Regions from separate parts of the Mus musculus genome. Here regions 1, 2, 4 and 5 are each linked to region 3. A link is a contact called in public HiChIP or PLAC-seq and promoter capture Hi-C data. All regions are on one chromosome and are shown on one strand. The core of a region is the stretch at or near the end of the contact, and the rest is flanking DNA. Distances in the headings are between cores, read along the strand shown. Region 1 overlaps Pag1 (phosphoprotein associated with glycosphingolipid microdomains 1). Region 2 overlaps Pag1 (phosphoprotein associated with glycosphingolipid microdomains 1). Region 3 holds the start of Impa1 (inositol (myo)-1(or 4)-monophosphatase 1). Region 4 overlaps Zfp704 (zinc finger protein 704). Region 5 overlaps Gm33169 (a long non-coding RNA gene).

What was found. Promoter capture Hi-C pulls out the DNA fragments that hold promoters and counts their contacts. HiChIP or PLAC-seq counts read pairs in DNA pulled down with a chosen protein or histone mark.
Region 1: a contact with region 3 is called in an H3K4me3 HiChIP or PLAC-seq map of bone marrow-derived macrophages, with 11 times the contacts expected there. The contact joins the enhancer-like site here to the promoter of Impa1 in region 3. A contact is called at or near these places in 1 of 39 promoter capture datasets (cranial neural crest), 1 of 15 datasets of contacts at CTCF or cohesin (the NIH/3T3 cell line), 6 of 115 datasets of contacts at active chromatin or transcription factors (astrocytes, bone marrow-derived macrophages, pro-B cells and 1 more) and 2 of 9 other capture datasets (adipose tissue and liver).
Region 2: a contact with region 3 is called in a promoter capture Hi-C map of neural stem cells. The contact joins the enhancer-like site here to the promoter of Impa1 in region 3. A contact is called at or near these places in 8 of 39 promoter capture datasets (the 3T3-L1 cell line, 3T3-L1-derived adipocytes, the C10 cell line and 5 more), 1 of 15 datasets of contacts at CTCF or cohesin (the NIH/3T3 cell line), 12 of 115 datasets of contacts at active chromatin or transcription factors (the NIH/3T3 cell line, T-cell acute lymphoblastic leukemia, astrocytes and 5 more) and 2 of 9 other capture datasets (adipose tissue and liver).
Region 4: an H3K4me3 HiChIP or PLAC-seq map of bone marrow-derived macrophages shows a contact between it and region 3, with 7 times the contacts expected there. The contact joins the enhancer-like site here to the promoter of Impa1 in region 3. A contact is called at or near these places in 4 of 39 promoter capture datasets (the HPC-7 cell line, embryonic stem cells, liver and 1 more), 2 of 115 datasets of contacts at active chromatin or transcription factors (bone marrow-derived macrophages and large pre-B cells) and 1 of 9 other capture datasets (macrophages).
Region 5: a contact with region 3 is called in a promoter capture Hi-C map of embryonic stem cells, with 3 times the contacts expected there. The contact joins the enhancer-like site here to the promoter of Impa1 in region 3. A contact is called at or near these places in 2 of 39 promoter capture datasets (embryonic stem cells and pre-B cells) and 2 of 115 datasets of contacts at active chromatin or transcription factors (both in embryonic stem cells).

Annotation. Positions count from the first base shown.
Region 1 is chr3:9,724,140-9,727,475 of GRCm38.p6, forward strand. All of the region lies in intron 3 of Pag1 (phosphoprotein associated with glycosphingolipid microdomains 1), which reads right to left. Among named protein-coding and RNA genes, the nearest start is that of Gm33169, 63 kb to the left of the region's middle. Within about 2 kb of position 1,277, at least 48 of the 459 cell types and tissues checked have an H3K27ac peak or open chromatin away from gene starts, as enhancers often do. A contact at or near this core is called in adipose tissue and bone marrow-derived macrophages, where this site is marked.
Region 2 is chr3:9,703,486-9,706,735 of GRCm38.p6, forward strand. Pag1 (phosphoprotein associated with glycosphingolipid microdomains 1) reads right to left here. Exons shown (of 9, transcript NM_001195031.1): 4 at 2,598-2,804; 5 at 1,219-1,270. The coding sequence starts at 2,728. Among named protein-coding and RNA genes, the nearest start is that of Gm33169, 42 kb to the left of the region's middle. Within about 2 kb of position 1,711, at least 124 of the 459 cell types and tissues checked have an H3K27ac peak or open chromatin away from gene starts, as enhancers often do. A contact at or near this core is called in T-cell acute lymphoblastic leukemia, bone marrow-derived macrophages and neural stem cells, where this site is marked.
Region 3 is chr3:10,329,577-10,332,772 of GRCm38.p6, forward strand. It overlaps Impa1 (inositol (myo)-1(or 4)-monophosphatase 1), which reads right to left and starts at 1,863. Exons shown (of 9, transcript NM_018864.6): 1 at 1,746-1,863. It overlaps Slc10a5 (solute carrier family 10 (sodium/bile acid cotransporter family), member 5), which reads right to left. Exons shown (of 1, transcript NM_001010834.2): 1 at 2,158-3,196.
Region 4 is chr3:9,554,590-9,558,266 of GRCm38.p6, forward strand. The region is part of intron 2 of Zfp704 (zinc finger protein 704); the gene reads right to left. Among named protein-coding and RNA genes, the nearest start is that of Zfp704, 54 kb to the right of the region's middle. Within about 2 kb of position 2,007, at least 8 of the 459 cell types and tissues checked have an H3K27ac peak or open chromatin away from gene starts, as enhancers often do. A contact at or near this core is called in bone marrow-derived macrophages, where this site is marked.
Region 5 is chr3:9,647,055-9,650,432 of GRCm38.p6, forward strand. It overlaps Gm33169 (a long non-coding RNA gene), which reads right to left. Exons shown (of 6, transcript XR_878676.2): 5 at 2,390-2,504; 6 at 558-1,099. Among named protein-coding and RNA genes, the nearest start is that of Gm33169, 14 kb to the right of the region's middle. Within about 2 kb of position 1,472, at least 50 of the 459 cell types and tissues checked have an H3K27ac peak or open chromatin away from gene starts, as enhancers often do. A contact at or near this core is called in embryonic stem cells, where this site is marked.

The DNA of each region.
Region 1 (3,336 bases), core at 27-2,526, 610 kb before region 3:
ACTTCCCGTGCTGATTTAATACAGCCTTCTATTCTGATAACAATTTACAATTTATCATTTGAAATGAACAGAGAATATGAGAAATCATCAGATTCCTGCACATGTAGATTCTTTAATGTAATTTTAAAAAATAATACTTATTTTGTGACCTCGCATGTATGTGGAAGTAAACTTGTAGGAATTGGTTCCCTATTTCCACCCGTGGGTTCCAGGGGTCAGGTACAGCATTGGTCTTAACCACTGAGCAACCTTGCTAGCCCTCTCCACACCGAGCTTTTGAGGGCAGGGGCTCACTCTGAAGCCAGTGAGTAGTCTGTCGTGGTGAAGAGGCACAGGCAGGCGCTGCATTGTGAAGGCACGGGGTTAGGTGTGCGAGTGTACTGGGATCTGACCTGACCTAAGCTCAGCTCTAACCCAGCCCTGTTGCTACTGCTTCAGTATTTCTCAGACGAGCAAATGATATTCCTCAGTCAAGCCACTGGACAGGACAGAATGTTATCTTCTCAAACTGTGTCCTTCAAGTTTCTTTTCGTGGGACACTTTGTAGCAGCAACAAGAAAAGTAGCCAATACTCTCATAGCAACCACATAATGAATGGATCCCTTTGCAGTTTGAGTCCTCCCCCAGTGAGGGAGCACGGAAGCTCTTCAGAGCCAACCCTGGCTCTTTCCCTTACTTTGCTCTCTCCTCCTCTCTACTACCTTCTTCTCTGTGAGTTTACAAGCATGGCTTAATTCCCATCATTTTGCCTTGGTGCTGAGTATAGACACCTACTTGTGGGGCTCTGTATCCAGTTTGCACCTGAGCCGCTCTTCCTGGTGTCTTCCAGGCTGAGACCTCCACCAGCCTTCAGCTAGTTATACTAGATTGAATCCGAGGTTAGCCTAGCTCTGCCTCTCTCGGCTTACTCTCCTATCTACTCCATCTTCGAGCTCCTCAATGTCGCTATTTTGTACACTACTTTAAAGTCATTCTCTTCAGCTTACCCTGGTCTCTTCATTTCCAGGGCTGTATTCCCTTGTTCTCCCAACCATCATCTTAGCATGAAAGGAACCTATTTATTGGTCCCTGCCTTCATACTGCTGACCTCAACCTCAGTCAGACAGCTATCTTTAAATGGGAAGTTTGATCACACCACAGCTTAGGGCCTTTAACGTTTTCCCACTGTTCAAGAGATAAAGCAAAGGAAATCGTAAGCAGCCTGCTACTTCCCGAAAGCTTCTCCTTTCCGCACACCGCCCTTACATCATCCTGCTCACTCATTGCCAGCCACTCCCGACACTGCCTGCATCTCTGGGACTTCAGCAGCCCACACTGGCTTTCCCCAGTTCAGGTCCACATTGCATCAGAACAGAAGGAATCTACATTTAAGGTCACTGCCAATAGCTTCTATGTTTCCCTCTTTCACAACACCATGCTTTTCTATGCCCACATATGTGTGGGACACAGACAGACTGTGTGGCACCCCTACCAGGAGATCAAACCCAAGTCAGGAGTCAGGAGACCCTGCAGCCTCATCAATGGTCAGCAGCGGTTTCACCTTCTGTCATATGTGGTCCATCTTGTTGACTCTGGAGCCTATGTCTGGGTTTAGTTTTAGTTTCTGCTTGCATAATTGCTTGGAAAGTAGGGAGTTAGGATAGGGTCCATTTCCTCAAAAGATTATTGTGCAAGAGACACTTAATCATTCTCTGAACCTGAATGTACAAATGTCACAGAACAGTTCAGTTAATCCTACATTCCACTCATCTGCGTGTGCAGTGTATGCAAGTGTGTGCCTATGTGAAGCCCAGAGGTTCTGCCCCACTGCTCTCTGCTTTACTCCCTTAAGGCAGAGTCTGCCTTTGAACCTAGAGCAAGGCTGGAGGCCAGCAAAACTCAGCAATCCCCTGCCTCTTCTCTTTGTAGTGCTGGGCTTACAGGTATCTATGCCCATGCATGGCTTTTTCATGTGGGTGCTGGGATCTGAACTCAGGTTTTCATGTTCGTACAGCAAGTGCTGTACCCACCGAGTTGTCTTTCTGCCTCACTTCCTTCATTTTATAGCAGATTGTAAGGAGACAGTGACAGTCACCACATCACTCACAGAACAGTGTGTGACAGGGCTCAAGGGGGCTACAGGTGGATGTGAGAACTGGATGCAAGCCAAGCGTCCTGAGCCACTCACACCCGCAGATACTCTTCATGCATGCACTTACACCCTCTCACTCATGTACTCACTCATGCACTAATGCATTCACTAGCTCACTCACTCACACACTCATTCACACACACTCAGACTCACTCACACATACTCACACAGTTCTTCACATACCCACACACTTACATATACACTCACACTTCTTCACACACTCACACACTCAGTTATGCACTCACATACTTAGTCACATACTCACTCAGTCACGCACTTACACACTCGCTCACTAAAGAGCCAACTTTGCATCCCTCATCCATCAAGTCATGTAGTGAGATGACCTTAGTTTTGCAGACTGTCAGCATTATTAAACATTTTCATAAACTTTCCTTTCTTAGTAATTCAAAATTTGAAAACTTAGTTAATTTTTGTCTTAAAACTATCTTGGGTGTTTTATAAAATGGATCAATATGACAGAGAGATGAAGTGGCAGAGAATTCTACCGAGGTGAAGGGCTATCTCTCTGCTCGTGACAATCTCTGAAGTCTATACTTCCTCCTCCTTTTGTGTTTAGATTAGAAAACATGTGTGTCTACGAAGTGAAGCCCTTATTAATGAGACAGGGCTCACAGATTGAACAACATAAACTCCAGTGCCCAGCAGGCAATAGCAACAATGATGCAGTCAGTGAATAGTTAGCCATGATTCTCACTTTTGTTTAAAGACAAAACTCATTATATATAGTATTTTTAACACTAAAAAAACATGGTGTGGAGGAAGAGAAAAAAAGAAAAGAAAAAATAAGAGTTTGATGAAGATTCAACTTTGATTGTTAGGGAGTAAGACTTGGAGGAGGCTGAGGCAAGCTGTTTCTCAGCACCACCCATACTGGGTACTGGATGCTAAGTGCGTAGTGTGGTGGGGGCATGTCTGGAATTCTCATACAGGAGAGTTGCATGTAGGAGGATCATGAATTCATGGTCAGGCCAATCTGGACTCTATGAGCTCTGTCTCCAAGTGGGAGTGAGGGAAGAAACAGACAAAGAGGAAGGGCGGGAGAAAGGGAGTGGGGAAGAGGGAAAGAGGGAGAAGGGGAGAGATCTCCACACATGACAAAACTCTTTAAGTTTCTGAAGGAGAACAGTGGTTAATGTCTCACTGTGAGATGTATGAACACTGGCTGTGTGAGAAAGAACTAGCAC
Region 2 (3,250 bases), core at 461-2,960, 630 kb before region 3:
TCGCCATTCCTGAGAGCACTAGGAGGAAGTGAGGCTCGAGTTGAGTTCAGCCACAACCTCCTGTCCACCTGACTGAGGAAGGTGGGCTCTGAAGAAAGACAGGGCCTATCTGTCCACCCCCCATTCCTCCCCTACCCTGTGCAAGCACTGGGGAGCATAGAGACACTGGGAACAAGGAGTGAGACAAGATAAGAGGTGAAAATAGCAGGAGAACATCAGTCAGGGCAGGAGAGATGCTGAGGTCCGGGGTGGCTGTGATGGGTGGTCTCAGACAAAGGAAGAGAGCCCTGGCTGGGGTCCAGGAGGAGCTTCCTGTCTGCTTGGGCTACAGGCACACTGGGAAGTGGGGGTTCAGGCAGCCTGGTACCTCACGCATGTGCTCTGAACATGCTTGCTGGGTGCAAACAGCCCAGGCCCCCCAGAGTTTAAATGCATATGTGCTTCCTGGCTGGGAGCAGGAAGCGCCCTCTCTCCTAGACCTGCCCTGGGGCCCAGCGGGAGCTCAACCCAGCCCTGCAGACACAGCTGCTGAGGCTGCTGCCACTTAAGGGCACAACAAAAGGTCACCACCCAGGTGGACAGCTCTCTCCTTGAGACTGCTGGGTCTCTCAGGATCCCATCAAATGCTGACGATCCGATAACGCACCAAGGCCAAGCTATGCTGTGGGCTCCAGGCCCCGATGAATGGCTGCAGCGCCACCCAAATGCATGCCAAAATCTCAGTCCCTAGTGCCACAGCCTAACCTCATCTGAAAGCAGGGCTATTTCAGATGGCACTAGTTAGGACTGAAGTCAGAGAGGTACAGTTGCTATCTTGGCTTCAAGACATACATTCAGAGAGGGAAGGTGACAGCAAGGACTAGGTGGGTGTGCACTAAGGAGCTGAGTTTGGGAACAGATCTAGCTCTGGAAGGGGCTCGTGTGACAACACTGAATGCTGGACTCTGCTCTCCAGAGCAGAGAGACAAGAAATCTTAGATGAATTGTCTAGTTGTTCCTTGTGACAGCCCTCCCAGACCAGGAGGGGCATGAAGACATCTCTGCAGAAGCTACCCTGAACACTGGTCAAGCCAGGCTCCCAGCCGTACATACAGTATACAGAAAGCCACAGCTAATATCCATTTACGTCCCCATGCCAGCTTCAGTTGTGTCGAAAGCCAGTAGCGCCATGCCTGGAGAGGTGTACTCGGACAGACAGACAGCCACACCGAGGCTTACCACATTCATCAGGTTCTCATGGTCCCCGCTATGCTGCCGTGGCTTCTTCTCTCTGAAAGGGAGAAGAAAATACCATTCTGATGTCAAATGTGTCCCTTAAAGTGAAGTGGACACCATACTTCCCTAGCCTAACATTTATCAGCTCCGCCTCTCTGGTTTTATTAACCAGGTTAATAAAACTAGATCAGAAAAAGTCCTGACCTACAGCAAAGGCTGAGCCCGCTTCTGGCACACCCCTTCCCAGAGGGTCAAGTTCACTACGGGAGACAGCGGGCTGCAAGCAGGATCTGTCTGTGCCTGGAACACTCAGATGACAGACACTGCCTTTATTCTTTAGCAAATCCTAACAATGACCTCATCTTCTCCCTTAAGAGTCTGTGAAGTCACGTGCCGTAAGGGATGAGAGAAAATATGGGAGATACTACTTTGGCACATCAGGGAGGTGACATTCTCTCAGGATGAGTCATAGGTACTTCCAGTCTACGGAAAAGTCTGCCTAGTAAAAACAGAATGTGTTTTACACAGAACAGGCTAAAGAAAGCCATTGGTTGTAAAGACCACATTTCTATCTGTGGCGAGAAGAGGGTGACACCTAGCGGGAGAGTGAGTCATTACAGTAGCAGATTCTTGAAGTTTTGGGGAGCCAAGTCTAGTGTCTCTAGGCTTGTCCTGTCCTTCAAGACCTGAGTCCTTGCTTGGCAGGGACTAGGAGAGGCTGCAGAGGCCAGAGGGCATGGGTTTCTCTTTTTGACAGATTTTAGAATGGGATCCAAATCGAGAGAGTTGAGTATGGAGCTGGCTAAGCTGGTTCCCACTGGCTCCCAGCTAGACCAGAAGGCTGCACCCTGCATCATCTCTGACAGTTCTGGGCATCCGTCTTGGTTACAAAGAACTTCACTTCTCCCTGAGCCAAGGGAGACAAGTATAATGCTGAAAAAAAGAGAAAAAAGGCTTCCATTTTCAGTGAGCCTCTCTTGTAGGAAATACAAGCCTATGTCTTCCTAAAGGGCAGTTTATCACACACAGTTTTACTAATATGTGAGCTCTCCAGGCCACGCAATAGTGAGCACCCTCAGTGACTTCCCACTGTGGCAACAGGATGTAGTACCTCACACTTAGATTTCAGTATGCCCATGGCCAAAGACAGCACACAAAGACTGTGCTCAAAGAATTGCAGAATTCATTCCAGACATTTAGATAGGAAGGGCTCTTTGCTTTGCCCTCCAGGAAGATCAATAAGCATTTTCAATTGACGAATGAAGAATGCCCTTTGTGACCAACCCATGAATGTGGGCCAGGGAGGCTCTTAATAAAGAGGCTCCGTGGGACACAGGGAAAACAGCAGGTTTAGGCTCTAGAACATGCATGTTTGTTCTAACCTGTCGCAAGTGGAACACAGGAGGACGAGGAAGGTGATGAGGAAGAACATGGCCACGGCAGCCAGACTTCCCCACAGGACCATCTGCATCTGCATCTGCCCACTGCTCAGTACGCTTCCTGCAGGGCCCATGGTGGGAGCTGGGGTGACCAGCAGGTGGGGTCAGTTCTTCATAGGAGATCACATGGGTCTAGAAGGCTTCATCCTCCTGCAGAGAGAACGACACTACACGTTCAGAATCCCTTCCCGGGAAAGGCTGAGCAGTCCCGATATCAAGATCCCAAACCAGAAAGAACCCTGACCTGATTGCTGAGTGCTGCTGTGGTGCTGTCAGAAGCTTGAAATGCATGTGTGCTGAAACCATGTAAAATTACGGTTGTGTACGAGGAGACTCCGACAGCCACAGGAATGCCACGCTCACACCTGTGTCTTCTCTCCAGGTTAGCTACCTCTATTTCAGAATCTGAAAGGTCTCTAGCAGCACTTCACATAAGAAACACAGAGCCTCCCTGTCAGGAGCAAGGCCTCACAGCCGCCAGGGCGATGTTCACAGAAGGTAGGCGTGCCTGGAACCTGGCTGGCTCTCTTCAAGTCTGTGCTGTGATGTTTGATTTCCTCACATGGGATTTGACTGGGGATGCACCAGTGTGTAGC
Region 3 (3,196 bases), core at 613-3,112:
TCAAAGCACTTTTAAAGACCAAGGAACAAAGGCTGCCTGTATTAACTCAACTCCAGGGAGTTCAGTGCTTTGCACATGGAATTAAATAAGGTAAAGGTGAAGTTTTAAGGTTCACAGATTACAAGTACTTTGCCCCGTATTATATGAGCAGATTTTACAGAACGTATGCTCAATTCTGATGGGAAAGTTCCCTGCTTTCCCTTACCACGTTTGAGAGAAGAAAACTCTATGTCTAAAAGCAAAGGTGCCATTTGCCTCCTAGACTTCAGGCAGGGGAAATGTGAGCAAGTGACTTGACAGCTTTCTGCTGACCTCTCCAGACTCACCCCAGGCTTGACCGCACTAACACTAACGTGGGCCCCTAGCCCAGGGAAGCATGGAAGTGCTCATGCCCAGGAAAGGTGGCCGCTCTGCCTGCTTCCCAGGACAAGTCACACCCTGTGCTTCCCCTGTAAGAGCGTCAGGTACACGGAGAAGCGCAGGGACACAGAGCAGACAGACACAACCAGATGCTGCTGGCTACGGCTTCACCTTCCTTCTTATTGATATAAGGTGGGCTTCAAGCTTTGAGCATCCTCGCTTAGTCTTCAGAATGCTGGTGGGATTACAGACATTTGCCCTCACGCCTAAGCGCCTTTTCCTGTGATCCAAGCGTCCAAGCAAGCATATAAAAGGCGCTTTGAGTTATAGAATAAACTCCTTACAGCTCTTCAAGAATGCTTTCCAAACTTGGTCACACTTGTTCTTACTGCTCTCTTCTATTCTGTCACAACTGGACATTCTTGGGCTGGGCTTGCCTCCTCACCACTTGCTTCCTCAAGCCACTCACACTTTACCTTGTGACAACATGAACAGAACACCTCCTGACTCCCCAGGACTGTTTCAAAAGCCATCCATCGAATCTTCAACCCAACAGATATCAAGCAATAGACAGTTGCAGAAAAACTGCTGTTGCTATGCAACATTTGGTCATTTATAATGCATGCTACATCTTCTTAATCAGTTCTAATATTCCTTGAGGAAAGGAGGCTGATAAATAAAAATTTCTGAGGTGCCCTAAAATGTAGAGGTCCAGAAGAGGGAAGACACAAGGGAAGTTAATTAGGTAACAGTTCTCTGGGGTTTGTTCTGGCTTTGTGGAGCATGGTGGGGGGCAAGAATAGAGACTTTAAAAGCCTGTGCCTTGAAATTCAATTATAGCGTTAGCTCATCAGAGGCACTTTTTTAGCTTTGTTGCTGGTAGTTTACAAAATGTGCCCCAAGTCTTGGTCCATTTCCTAGCTGATATATATTAATGGCTCAATAAACCCTTTTATTTCAAAGACCTTTGCTTCAAGACTTGTTTTCACGGGGGTCATATTCTATCACCCTCACTTTGGGAACAAAATCATACAGACTTAAAATTGTTTCTATCCTATACAGGCCCCGCTCCCGACGCAGGACATCACCGGACCTGGTCTTGTTCACCCCTAATCCTGTAAATTCGTGAGCCAGGGAACTTGCCGTGTAGAGCCCTGAGGGCTTGGGCAGAGCCGGGCTCATTCTGCGACACAGAACCTCAGAGATCGAGGACCGCCTGGCGAACCCGCTCGGCTGTTTCCGGAGCGCTACGGAGAGCACCGCCGGGAGGAGGGCCCGGCAGGCGCCCCGGCCCAGCATGGGGAGAGCTTGTCTGCAGCCCGCACAACCCCCCGCCTCGGCCACCGAATAACGCTGCACGGAAGCCAGGGACAGAACCGACTCACCTCGCGCGAGCGCACCGCGATCGATGCTCAACCGCCGGCGTCCGAGGGCTCGGTTCTTCGGCTCTTCCGGAGGTAACGGGGATTGCTCCGACAGGAAGTCCCGCCCCATTAAAACCCCGCCTTCACGTCTTCGCTCAGACTGGAGGTGTAAGCCGGGCCGAATTTGCCTTTGTAAGGGCTGGTCCGGTTGAAGTTACCGTGTTCTGGCATTCTCCTGCATACCCTTTCTTCTCTAAGAATCCCGTTTTCAAATCTCCACTTTTGTCTTTATTAGTTTATTTTTTTATTAGTTTATATCATATATGTTATATATTAGTGAAATTAAATATATATAATATATTATATATTATATATTAAATTATATATAAATTATATTAGTTAAATTTCTTTATTAGTTTATATTTTCCCATTTCCCATTCTGCTCTTCGGCTACAGCTAAATTGGAGTTGTGACTGTCATTGGGCACTCTCATTTGTTAAACCTGTAAGCCTAAAGGAGATTTTTATTTTTATTTTTTGCACCAACTCTCTTCTCCATAATTCACTTAGATACAGGTTGTTTGTTGTGGACTTGACGGCGGCAGGCAGTTGCTCTCCGCACCTGCAGCCCTCAATACTAAGGACCATAGGCTTTGTAAATACTATACAAGCACCCTGTCTTTGAGCCGCTTTCAAAGGCGTCGATTTTTAGCAGTGTTCCATTATGTAGCATAGGTTGGCTTCTGAAGTCTTTGAGCATCCTGCCTCCACTTTCGGGCTACAGGCACCTGCCACCACACCAGACAGCACTTGTGCTCTTACGTGCTTAAACATAAGTGTTAGAACGGTTTCATGAAGAGTCCCTGCACAATACAGATGAGGAAAACAAAGCTTGGAGAAGTCAGGGGATTTGTCCCAAACTCACACAACAAGAGCATAGCACCCTGACTCCAAAATCCGCAGAGAATCTTCATGGCTCAACCACTTGCTCTGGATGACCAACAAAGGCTAGTTTATGGTTCTTAAAATGTTTCCTCACGTGGAACAGTACCATGGTAAGTATGTTACTTTTAAGTGGAACTCTATCCAGATGACCTACCCACAAGATGACCACAATGCCCTGGCATAATTACTTGTGAAGTGATTGGTTCTCAGGAATCAAAACAAGAAATTATCAACAACATGTAACATGTCTCAGAGATGAGTGGCAGGGACAGCAAATCGGATTGATAAACCCACAAAGACAAAATGAGTCTACTCTTCTGAAGCCTGCTGCCTTAAGACACTGATGTGGGTGTCTATCACATACTCATGGTTTTTTGCTCTTCCACAAAAGACCTTCAAGAGCTTGGTTTTGGGGTCCTCTATTATCAGTTGTTTGAAAATAAAAATCTTATCAAATGCATGCTGTATGAGTGAAAGAGCCTCCCCTGACATTGCAAAGCAGGACAGATGAGGGACCAGGTATCAGAT
Region 4 (3,677 bases), core at 757-3,256, 770 kb before region 3:
ACTAACTCTTCTTACTGCATGCAGTACATGAAGAAAAAGCATAAATATACACATGGTGTGTGCCTTAAATTTAACGGGAAGTATAACTCCTTCTGTAAGGGTCACCACTGTGGGGACAGCAGGGTGCATGGTAACTGAGGTAAGTTCTCTCAAGCCCTGGAAAGGAAGCTGTTTCTGTGTTTTTAAAGAACTAAAATTGGGACTGACACCTGCTTAACCATCTGACTCGGATGGAATTTAAACAGCCTTGTAACAAGATACAAAATATAACCTGTTAGGGGCCACACCAGAGCCAGCTGAAGATTTCCAACAGAAGCTATTTAATTGTATGTGCCCTCACCCCCTAACCCTACACACTTGTTCTCCGTACCTACCAGGCCTCACACACTGACACCAAGAGAGAAGTCTACTCCTAATAGTAGGTGAGACGTTTTCTTCATGTATGAGAAAGGAGAAGAAATGAAGAGAGAAACTGGTGCCTTGACAAGATAAGACAGGCTGTGATGCCAATCTTGCCCACGCTGCCCGTCAGGCTGACTGCTGCCAGTCACCAGCAGCCATACCCATGCCCAATAGCTGATGCCTCCTGTAAGACACAGGGCAGCTTCTTAAGGCACAGCACGCAACCGACAGTACAAAACACCACTGAGAACCTCATTACCTGGTGAGAAACTACTTGAGATATTTTTTATGATTTATTTATTTACTTTATGTATATGAGTACACTGTAGCTGTCTTCAGACACACCAGAAGAGGGCATCAGATCCCATTACAGATGGTTGTGAGCCACCATGTGGTTGCTGGGAATTGAACTCAGGACCTCTGGAAGAACAGTCAGTGCTCTTAACCACTGAGCCATCTCTCCAGCTCTTGAGATATGTTTTACTAAATTTAGTACTTATATTTATTTTAGCTGATCTTTTCTCCCTGTGTTTATGTTGTGACTACAGACTGTGTCTGACAGTGAGATTTCTTCTGGCCAGCGTTACTGAGTCCTATGTTTTCCTTTTTGAGAGGCTGATACCAGGGCAACCATGATACCACTCAGTTATAGCACCAGTTCTTCAAGTGTGAGGAAAAAAACTAAGAGTGAGTGAGTGAGTGAGTGAGTGAGTGTGTGTGTGTGTGTGTGTGTGTGTGTGTGTGTGTGTGTATGAGAGCAGGAGCAGGACCGAGGGAGGAAGGAGGGAGAGGAGAGAAGAAGGAGGGGAAGGGGGAGGGGAGGGGCAGGAGAGGAGGAGGAGGGGAGGGGGAGGGAGAGGAGGAGGAGGGAGGGAGAGGGAGTATGAGCGCCAAGGTAAAGGCCAAGGCCCCACCTTGTCCCCGTGTTCTTCATCCACTAGGCTTGGATGGTTAAAGTTACTGCCAAGGACATCCCACAGAAGGCTCCACTAGTTACACATGATAGAAACGATGCCTGCAAGAGTTCCATCCCTCAGAATTTTGCTTCATAACTATTCAGTTTGATCCAGAGAGAAGAGCCTAATGCTCTCCATTCAAAGCGCAATTCTCAGCAGGTGCAAATTTTAATGTGGTAGCAATCTGTATTCAAGAGTAAATGGTTACAGTATACAGCTATTGGCAAATAGTTATTATTTAAAATCAGCAATAAGGACAGTATAAAGCTCTTTTTAAAACACACCCACTAGTATCTACCCACTCTTTCCTCTTGCCCAAAAATTCATAAGGCAATTTGGGTCACAAAGCACAGGCTTTCTTACATTACGAAATGAAGGCCATATCAGTACCATCACTGTTAGTAAGACAAAGGGCAGTGCGAGCAGGACGGTTCCTCTGCCTCTGCCTCAGCTTCCATGGCTCTGCTGGGAGCGTGGGAGGAGCTGAGAGAGGGCAGCAGGTCTACACTTAAATCTCAGAAATCACCTACGAGCATCTGACAGGAAGAGATACTTAAAACAAACAGAAAGCCCAGCATTCTAGTTCCTGGATTTGTTCCTGCTGAAGAAGAGAGCAGTGAATGACTTCCCTTCGCAGGGTGGTTTCAGATCTCTAGTTCCCTGGAAGGTTGACTCCGGGTGACTGAAGACACTTAGAAAGCACATGTGCCTCTCTGTGCTTGACCTGCTCACTGGCTTTAGAGTACAAATCTCAGCACCATGCCTTTAATCCCAGCACTCAGGAGGCAGAGGCAGGTGGATTTCTGAGTTCGAGGCCAGCCTGGTCTACAAAGTGAGTTCCAGGACAGCCAGGGCTATACAGAGAAACCCTGTGTCCAACCAAAAAACAAATCTCAGCACAAAGAGGCAGGTGTGTGCAGATTCCAGGAGCTTTCTGACTTTGTGCAGCTTAGAGAGGCAGCAGGTACTCACAGACTAGAGTTTCTGAGACAGTAGGACAAGAGAGTAGGCAGGAAGGAGTTTCTTAGAAAAGATAGTTTTCTCTTTATTGACATTCTGTCAATGACCTAGGAGAGCCACAAATCATAGTCTTAGTGTTTCTCTAACATGAGTGAGTATATTTGTATTATTCTTATGTATGTGTTTTAAAGAAAATGTGTTTAAAAACAATTTAAAATGTCAAAGCGGCCTTTCTCAGTGGTCTCGTATTGGCTACCAAGCTGGGAACCTGAGAAGCTCCTGATGTGTATGAAATATTACATCTTTTACCCAGGAGCTGGTGGGCTTAACTGAGCTTCAGGAAATAAAAGACAGCAATTTTGAAGGCAGGTATTATGGCTCGCGTGAGTACTGGGGACGCTGTGGTGGAAGGAACAGTCCACTTTCAAGACCAGCCTGGGCTGCAGAGCAAGACCATATCTCAAATAATAAATATGTGACGGAACGTTTTACTTCATTTACTTCCAAGCTTGCCACAGGGGACCATGCTCTAAGGGACACTGGATAGGAAGTAGCCAAAGTAGCACTGGGTTTTTACTGTGCGCATGGAATGTGGTTTACAGATGAGGTTACTTTCCGACTTAGAACTCAAGGGTTCCAGAAGATGGATATGACAGTCCATGCCTTTGATGCATCTTTTCCTGAGGCAGAAGCAGAAAGCTCTCTGGAGTCTGAGGCCACCCTGGTCCACATAATGAGACACTTTTAGAAGGATATACATACATGCACACACACATACATACATGCACACACACATACATACATACATACACACACACATACATACATACATACACACACACTCTCAGAGACAGACACAAACAACACACAGACAAACACACACTCAGAGAAGGACAACATGCACACAGAGAGACAAACATACACAAACACACACACTCATATTCATACACAGAGATACACACATACACACACACACTCAGAGAAGGACAACATGCACACACATGCACACACACAGAGACAAACATACACAAACACATACATTCACACACTGTCACAGAAACAGACACACAGACTGATAGATAGATACACACACACACACACACACACACACACACACACACACGGCACTTGTCAAATACTGAACTATATCTTCAAAGGCTAATGAGTTTCTGCAGACGGTTTTCAGACTGGCATCTGGTCGTTACTTCATTTTATCCAGCAAGTGTTAAATAGCTGGCTTTTAGAACTCCACAGAGCAATCACTACCACAACGGCAGCTAATTATCTGTCGCATGCTGAAGCACGGCCTTTAGGTCTACCAGTATTTGGGGTCAGTTATTTCTCCTTTCCTTAGTATAA
Region 5 (3,378 bases), core at 222-2,721, 680 kb before region 3:
AGAATATTAGTTACTTTCCTTTGCTGTGATAATATCTGATAATGAAGAGAGCACAGGGAGGAGTTTATGCTCCCAGAGGGAGAGTCCAGAGTAAAGGGAAGGTATGGCAGCCGGCCATAGGAGCAGCCAGCTGAGTGGCCAGATCTTAAACCACAACAGCAAGCAGAGAGAACAGGAAGTGGACAAGCTTGTGAGCCCTTCAGAACTTACCCCAGAGGCATACTTCCCCCAGCAAGGCTGGACCACCTCCCCAAACAGCAGCACCACGTAGGGACCAAGCATTCAAGTACCTGCGCCCATGGAGCCATTGCTCACTCAAACCACTACAAGTTACAAGTTACAGAGGGTGAAGGTGTCATTAGCCTCTGAGTCATTTCTCCAGCCCGCTCGGCTCACTTTTATTTTAGACTTGGCTCTAGGCTCCTGTATTCATAGTTCATGGGATTATCTGTGATAAAACTGTTTTTAAGAAATGACGTATTTCTCAGATAACGTTGTTAGAAGCTTTACATAATATTGTAACTTGCTTTCCTTTATTTCTGGATCTAGGTCAAGATATTTAATGACCATCCTGCTGGAGCTACTGGGTGTGGAGGAAAGTGTTTTAGTTGAATAGGGACACATGAACAATGTTATCTTAATTGTGCAGTGTGCTATATCTGCTGGCTCTGTTTTACTGGTTAAGCAACAGTTTTACAGGAAAATAACTAATAAAATATTCAGTTTCTTCATTAGAAAGTTGAAAGGCATCAGACTTTTCAAGTGCAGAGCACTGATAATGAGACAGAGATTGTTTTTTTTGTTTTTAAGTCCAATAGCATTCCGGAGCTAATATGCATAATATCGGAAATTCACAGCTCACTGAAAACACTCAATAGTAGATCTGATCAAGTAGAATAATTGGTGATTTGAAGGTAGGGTGATGGAGACTGTCCATCCAGAGAAGGAGAGACAGTACCATGAAAACTCACAAGGACCACTGTGCACACGCGCCAGAGGAGGGACCGCTCAGCCCTCCCGCACGGACAGGAGTGGATGGGCGGTGAGGAGGTGCTTGTGGGGGAACAGGGTAACTGTGGAATGGATGTGGGTTTTCCTTCTGAGGAGACAGGAAAAAAAAAAAAAACACTAGACTGCACACTTTGAAATGGTAAATTTTATATTCTATAACTTTCATTTTTAAAAAAGAAAAGATATGGAGAAAATGTAGATAAATAATGCTACGTGCTGACTGACAATTATAAGAAAATTACCATTTCTAGAGGTGCTGTTTTTCAGCTTTTTGTTACCCTTAATTTGCTGCCATTTCTTTTACTCTAAAGATGCTCTTCCTAAATAACGTATTTTATACATTTTCTCCCAAAAAGGTTCTTGCACCTGATGAAGCTTCTGGACGCACAAACCAGGATGCCCCAGAAGCTTGTCACCAAAGGAACTCTGTCACCAAACAGGGTGTGCCTGTGCTTAGGGGCCCTTGCTCTCAGCAGCTCCGGGAACGCTCCCCTCCCCCACCCAGTCCTCAGGCTCCTCCTGAGAGCCGCTTCTATTCCTTCTCACATCTTACATGGCTCTAATCCTCACTCAGCTTTCTACGGCCCCTCTAGTCCGCTGCTGTCCCCAGATTGTTGCAGAGTTGTTTGCTTTTTTTTTTTTTTAAGATTAAAAATTTTTTTAACGTATATGAGTACACTGTAACTGTTTTCAGACACACCAGATAAAGGTGTCAGATCCCATTACACATGATTGTGAGCCACCATGTGGTTGCTGGGAATTGAACTCAGCACCTCTGGAAGAGCAGTCAGTGCTCTTAACCGCTGAGCTCAGTCCCAGAGCTGTTTTTAAAGTTATTTACTTATTAGTGGTTTGCTTGTTTACATACTGTCCTATTTATTTATTTATTTATTTATTTATTTATTTATTTTGGTTTTTTGAGACAGAGTTTCTCTGTATAGCCCTGGCTGTCCTGGAACTAACTCTGTAGACCAGGCTGGTCTCGAACTCAGAAATCTGCCTGCCTCTGCCTCCCTAGTGCTGGGATTAAAGGCACATACTGTCCTTGTAGCCCAGGCCAACCTTGAAGTTACTGAATAGTTGAGGGTGACCTTGAACCTCTGAACCTCCTACCTCTGCTGGGATCATAGGCAAGGGCTACCCCAGGGAGGCCTGGCTGCTCCCGAGTTTCACAACGCACTCATTTCCAGTGGCCCTTCAACTACAGGGTTATGGTCCTGTAACTCTCCTCCCTTCCTTCTGACTTCTGCTGAGGAGCCCTCCAGCATCCATCCCAACCTCTCTGTTCCTCTCCCTTTTCACCTTTCTGTCAAAGAAAGGGCCTTCTTCAAACTGTGCCAGCACCCGCCCCATCCCCCTGAACTCAGAGCATGGTTACCTGTGTGCAGTTCATCTCCCTCACTCTGGACTCTTCACCTCTCTGGATCCAGCTCTAGGGTGGTCCTCGGAAAGGCGTCCCACTTCCCTTTGTAACACAGATGTCCCCCGCTGACCTTGGTAAAAAGCAATGAGCATTTTAAACAGTTCATAACTGTTCATCATCAGGAAGAGTAACTTGCACTCTTTCTGTGTGTATGAATGAATAAAGACATTTATATGAATTCATGGGTTTGTATATGTCTACAGAATAGTATGTATGCTTTCAATTTATTTTCTCAAGAACTAGTCACATTCATTTGCATTTGGAAGTCCCTGTGTTTTGCTTATAGTGTATGCACAGCCCTGTATTTTTACACAGGGAGATGACACTTGTGGAGTAGAATTCTTTTCTTTAAGGGTATCAGTCACTGAAAAATAAAACCACCATCAGAATATGATTAAGACTATTAATGTTAGAAGTAAGTGTCTTAAGAAGACAAGGGACTTTTGCCATCCCAGTGGGAGACCCTGGAACCTCCTGTTCTCTTCTTCCACTGGACAAGGGCTGCAGTGATGTGAGTGTTCTCACTGCCCACATGGTTTCTGTTGTCAGGATGGACAGTGAGGCTGCAGCTCTGTGACACAGCAGTATTAAAATGTGACAGGAAACACTTTGCTTCCTCTCTGCTTCACCTAGAGAAGGCCAAGGCTTCCCTGAAGGTGTCTGTAAGCCCTGCACTCAGGTGTGGGGGGATCAAGTGTTTGCTCTCTGCTATCTTGTGAGTTCTGGGCTAGGGTGAGCTACTTGAGACCCTGTAACAACCAAAAACAACCAAAAGCCCAAACAAACAAGTTACATTCTATTTTGTGTAGGAGACTTAAAGGGGGAGTTTCTCTCTATAAGCTACTTATGTTAGAAACTGTAACTTCATGGGGAAGAAGATGTAAGAGGATGCTCAATTTTAATGCAACTTTAAATTTAATTTTAAACTGAAATTTTTATTTCAA